Regions from separate parts of the Mus musculus genome. Here region 1 is linked to region 2. A link is a contact called in public Micro-C data. All regions are on one chromosome and are shown on one strand. The core of a region is the stretch at or near the end of the contact, and the rest is flanking DNA. Distances in the headings are between cores, read along the strand shown. Region 1 has its middle 81 kb from the start of Gm14635. Region 2 has its middle 12 kb from the start of Gm14635.

What was found. A called contact is a pair of places that touch in the nucleus more often than the background predicts.
Region 1: a contact with region 2 is called in a Micro-C map of muscle stem cells, with 2.3 times the contacts expected there. The contact joins two enhancer-like sites. A contact is called at or near these places in 14 of 484 Hi-C or Micro-C datasets (the G1E-ER4 cell line, embryonic fibroblasts, embryonic stem cells and 5 more) and 1 of 115 datasets of contacts at active chromatin or transcription factors (embryonic fibroblasts).

What each region holds. Positions count from the first base shown.
Region 1 is chrX:12,435,003-12,437,702 of GRCm38.p6, reverse strand. No RefSeq gene overlaps it. Among named protein-coding and RNA genes, the nearest start is that of Gm14635, 81 kb to the right of the region's middle. Within about 2 kb of position 1,417, at least 6 of the 459 cell types and tissues checked have an H3K27ac peak or open chromatin away from gene starts, as enhancers often do. A contact at or near this core is called in muscle stem cells, where this site is marked.
Region 2 is chrX:12,365,596-12,368,295 of GRCm38.p6, reverse strand. No RefSeq gene overlaps it. Among named protein-coding and RNA genes, the nearest start is that of Gm14635, 12 kb to the right of the region's middle. Within about 2 kb of position 1,280, at least 4 of the 459 cell types and tissues checked have an H3K27ac peak or open chromatin away from gene starts, as enhancers often do. A contact at or near this core is called in muscle stem cells, where this site is marked.

The DNA of each region.
Region 1 (2,700 bases), core at 168-2,667, 69 kb before region 2:
ATGGCTAACATAGGTGTCTTCTGCTCCCTCTCTCCCTCCCCTCTCTCTCGCTAAACCTTTAGATTACATTCCTAAAGCTGGCCACCGAGGTTTTACTTCCTTGTGTGGCCACGTCCTTAGATCTAATTGACTAAAACTTCAAGGTTCAGCTATCAAAATTCATTATTTGGCTACACCTGTTAACCTGTCCAATCAGGGCTTACCCACTCACCCTAGCACAGACTCCCCTTTTCTCCTTAAACAACAACAACAGACCTGCAGAGACACCTGCTGCTATCTTTGCCCAATAAATACAGAATCAGAGCCCCACATTGCTCCTTCCAGGGTAATAAATCTTTGTGCTGAGAATTTGATGTCTGGGTGTGTTCTCCCAGTCCCTACAATGCCAATACCAAATCGGATTTCTAACTCTGACCGTGCTTCTTACCAGGTATGGGCTGTGGGGAGTTCTAAGCCTCTCTGCATGTCAGAGTCCTCAGATAACTAGCAAGGATAGCAGGCCCAGCAGCACACACCTACAGTTCCAGCCTGCAGGAGGTCAGGCAAGGATAGTGGGTTCAAAGCCAGTCTGGGCTACATAGTGAGACCTTGATTCAAAAACAAGCAAAAAAGATGGGGAGAGAGTGGGAGAGGAAGATGGAGTGTGAAAGAAAGAGGGACAAGGGGAAGAGGGATGGGAAAGAGAGAGAAGAAGGAAAGAGGGAGGGAGGGAAGGAGGAAGGAAGGAAGGAAGAAGGGAGGGAGGGAGGGAAGGAAGGAAGGAAGGAAGGAAGGAAGGAAGGAAGGTCGGTCTATGTTGCTGGGTTGTTGTGTGGAACTCCTGGAAAGAGCCCAGCACAGAGTCCATCACAGTGTAGGAAATCAAGGCCATCAATAGCCTGTTCCATTTTTGTTACAAGTGACAAAATCAATACATATTTCTGGTACTCTTTGTGCATATTTGATTCTGCCATAGAAATCAAGACAAGCGGGCCTGCTAAAAATTATCATCAATAAATATGTTAGTTACCTGGGAGAAATGTCAGACCTACATGAACACTGCTGGGGTGGAAGGGTCACGAGACTCCTGATAGACTTGAGGTACTAAATATATGACACACAAAATATTTACAAGGCACCAATTGTATTTAAGGCACCCGAGGCAGTAAATATTCATGATGAACTAATTATACATGTGCCACTCAATATCCACCCCCACCCCCACTGGTGACACTCATTCTACCCCCATGTGTCCTCTGCCCAAGAAGTACAGATAGCATCCCTGGCTGCTCCTCGGGGTGTTGGTATATGCTGCCATGACCACACAGCCTCAATCTGCATCTCTCCCACAGAGCTCATGTGTACGGTTGGTCACAGGCATCTTCCAAATGTCCGCTGACTTCAGACGTCAGCCCTGACGTCATTGACACGCTCAGTGGGGAGGCAAACAGCTGCAGCAGAGGGAAGCAGGGATTACATCCTGCCCCAGGATTCAGCCACTGTGTTTCTGCCTGCAGGTTCCCACCTCCGGTGTGTGAAGCTTTCAATCAGTTTTACCCACAGCTATTGAGGTTTTTCTCTCCTGGTTTGCAAAGCATTTCCCTTCTGGGCTTTCTAGGTTAGCTTGCCTGGGAGTGTCTTCAGAGGCCATTGTTGCATGGAGGTGAGTTCCCATGTGATAACTGAGTCACTGTGGAGAAGAAAACCCTGCTGCTGCCACCACGTCATTGTTCTGAACAAGTGAGGCATTGCAGTTAGAAGCAGGGAAGAGAGCCCTGGCACCCAGCAAGCCAGCTCGCGAACTCTGGGCTTGACGGGCTTCTCCACCACTATGGGGACTTGGAAAGAAGTCAAGGTGACCAAGAGCTGTGCGATGGTGCAGAGAATTGAAGAGTGGCAGCTGTGGATGGTGGCGAACTCATTCAAAACCTGCTGGAGGCGATGGCTTAAGCGCACTGTCAGTTTGCCTACTGTTGTATGAGACTTTTAATCCAGTCCAATAGTGTTGACAAAAAAAAAAAATCCCCAATTGGAAAGCTGTCCCCAAATGGAGAGGTTAACTAACCATGTGGTGAGTGCTAGCTAGGCTGTGGTCCAGGAGAGAGAGAGAGAGAGAGAGAGAGAGAGAGAGAGAGAGAGAGAGAGAGAGAGGAAGAAAAAAGAAAAGAGAAAAAAGTTCCTTAGAGATTTAACTTGACAAAGATTGCCTGCTCCCCCCCCCCTCTCTCTCTCTCTCACACACACACACACACACACACACACACACGGGCTTAGGGTATCTGATACTCACAGAAGGCCAAGAAATATAATTCTGCCATGTGTTTGGGAGACAGAAAGCTGAGAACCATTAGTGGAATCCTCTGATTTGATTTGTATAGAGACCTTGCTTGGATACATAGGAGGTGCCCAGACTAGATGTCAAGACCTAGAGCCCCTAGACCACTTTCAGAAGACCCTGCAAAGATTTCTGGACACATGAACATCTCTCACTGGGATACCCCCCCCCACTAGAGCATCATTCCAAACATGATGGGAAACAAGGCTGAGAAACAACCATCAAGAAGGTATGGTTTGGGTGGGTAGATGGCTCAGTGGGTAAGATTGCTTGTTGTGAGTACATGAGGACCTGAGTTTCGATCCCCAGCACCCATGTAAAAATCTGGGCATGGCTACACACACCTGCACCCAACCATGTGTCAGAGTGGAGATAGATAAAGAAGA
Region 2 (2,700 bases), core at 31-2,530:
ATATTACCCTTGAAGAGAATTATAGGACCCCAGTTGCTTCCTATCTCTGTCAGTCTCAACCATGAGGCGAACCATACTCTACCCATTGTGACATGGCAACACTGGCCCAAAGCAATGTGGCAAATTGTTCACAAATTGAAACCCCCCAATGATGAAGGTCGAAATCAACCTTTCCTGTTTATAAGTTCATTATTTGGGGCATTTGTTACAGTAATAGAAAGCTGACCAACACAGGAGGCTGCTCAGACTCCTCCTCCCGGGAGCTGGAGTGAGTGGCGTGCGAGTCAGCCCAGGGAGGGAAGAAACTACAGAAGTCATACATGGAGATTCTCATGCCAACAGTCCAGCCTTTGAGACTAGATAGGAATTTGTGTTAATCTTCTTGAAAAGAGAGTAAGAATATTATGGAGAAGGAACAGAAGAGTAAATATGTGAATATATATATATATGTATATTCTGATTAACATATATGTTAATATAATATAATAATAAATTCTAATAATTTATATATATGTTAATTTATATATGCTATATATAACATTATATGTGTGATATATGTGTTATATATAACATATATACTATATATGTTATATATGCTATATATATATCAATATATGTTAAACACACATACACATACATATATATATATACATACACACACACACACACACACACACACATATATATATATATATATATATATATATATATATCAGAACACAAGGCTTGCTGCCAAGCCTGAGAACCTGAGTTCAATCTCTGAGTCCTACACGGTAGAAGAAAAGAGCTTACTCCCTGTCAGCTTATACCCTACATCCATGTGGGTGTGAGCTAATGTAATTTTAAAAACAAACTCAAACAAAAGAAGACTGCCAAAAGTGGCTTCCTCGCTCCTGCCATTGTAGCAGAGTTCTTCCTCCTAAATGGTAGTATCTCCCATCGCATACAGTCTTCATATATTACTATGACCTTACTACACCCCCATCAACATCTAGACTAAATGTCTCTATTTCTTAAACCTTGGTAGACCTCTGTGACCACCTCAACTAATAGCATATGCCAGAAGAGATGCTAGGTGATGTCCAAGGTTACAGCATGAGAGGAGATAGCTTCCATATGGCTCTCTGTCTTGGGACCACATGCTTTGAGAGCCCTGAGCCAACCTGTTAAAAACTCTGGCTTCCTCAGAAATTCCATGGCTGAGAGACCACACAGAGTAGCCACATTAGGGGTGAAGGCCGGGAAAGCCCCTACTTACTCTAGTTTCCAGCTGCTTGGGTCTATCCGGGCCAGATGGCAGATGTGTGAGTGAGCAAACTGGAAATTTTAATCCCAGCCTTCCAAGTCACAGTTATTTCTTTCTCTCACTGCCTTAGCAAGACACGTGACAAGAGAGCAGCTCAGGAAGAAGGGGAGTCTCCCAACCCCTGGCTTGAGAGGATGCATCTAGCATCGATCACAGCGGGGAAGGCGCAGTGGCAGAACATGAGCTGGCTGCATCACATGCAGTCGGGAGACAGAGAAACAGAATGTGAGTGTACAGGTGGCTGCCTCTTCTCCTTCTTGTATTGTTCAGGACCTCAGGCCTTGGGATCCTGCCACCTACATTCAGGATAGGTCTTCCCTTCTTGGTGGAATTTCTCTGGGAACATCCTCACAGACACACTCAGAGGTATGTCTTCTAGGTGATTCTAAATCCCACCTAGCTGGCACAGGAGAGACGGCTCTGAGGCTAAGGTCATCTTCTGCTCTTGAAGAAGATCCAGGTTCAGTTCCTGGTACTCACACAGCAGCTCACAATCATTTGTAACTTCGGTCCCAAGGGATCTGATGCCTTCTTCTGGTCTCTGAGGCTACCAGGTAAACGTGTGAGGCCCTGGATTCTATCTCAAGAATTGAAAAAAAAAAAAAAAAAGAAAAAAAAAGAAAGAAAGAAAAGAAAACGAAACAAACAGAGAGAGAAGAAAAGAGACAGGTAGATGACTTCAATTTCTTTAACCACACTGATTTAACATGAAAACAACTGGAGGAACTGTTTTGTTCTAGGGGAAAGCTGGAATTTGAACTCTTCATCATTCACTCCAACTGGCTCCATATCTAAAGTCCCAGACTGGTAAATAAGCTTTAAATATGTGCCTGCCTGTGTAAGGCAGTGACGTGCTCCTCCCAGTGTACCAGCTCACTTGAAGATTATGGCCCCTTGCCTGTCTTCCTGTAGATGAAGAGGTTACCAAACACTCACGTAAGGAGAAAAAGAACTTTCCGGAACCCAAGGAATGAAAAGAGATAGTGGTTTGCTTCAGGTTGGAGGAGTTCGTGAGTACAGCTATGAGGTGAGGAAGGGTTAGAGCACTATCTGTGGGAACCAAGAGGCATTTGTTAGTGAAACGTGGATTGCACGATATTCAGGAATGTCTCTCAGGGTCTGGTCTGCTGAGTCTACACTCCAGACCTACAGTCAGGCTGAGTCCACAGCTAAGGGATTACCTCAGAGACAGGCAGAAGGCCAGACATTCCTGCACTGGGGAGCAGTGGATGGGCCAACACACGTGCAAAAGGGCTTGTTCGTCTACATTCCAACTGAGTCCCCGCCCTTATGAAACTTCCTGTGTTTTTTTTTCCCGTGGAAAGAACACGGGCTCTGGAGTCAATCCACCCTTCAGCCGTCACCCACTGTGTTACCTTAAGCTGTCTGGGTCT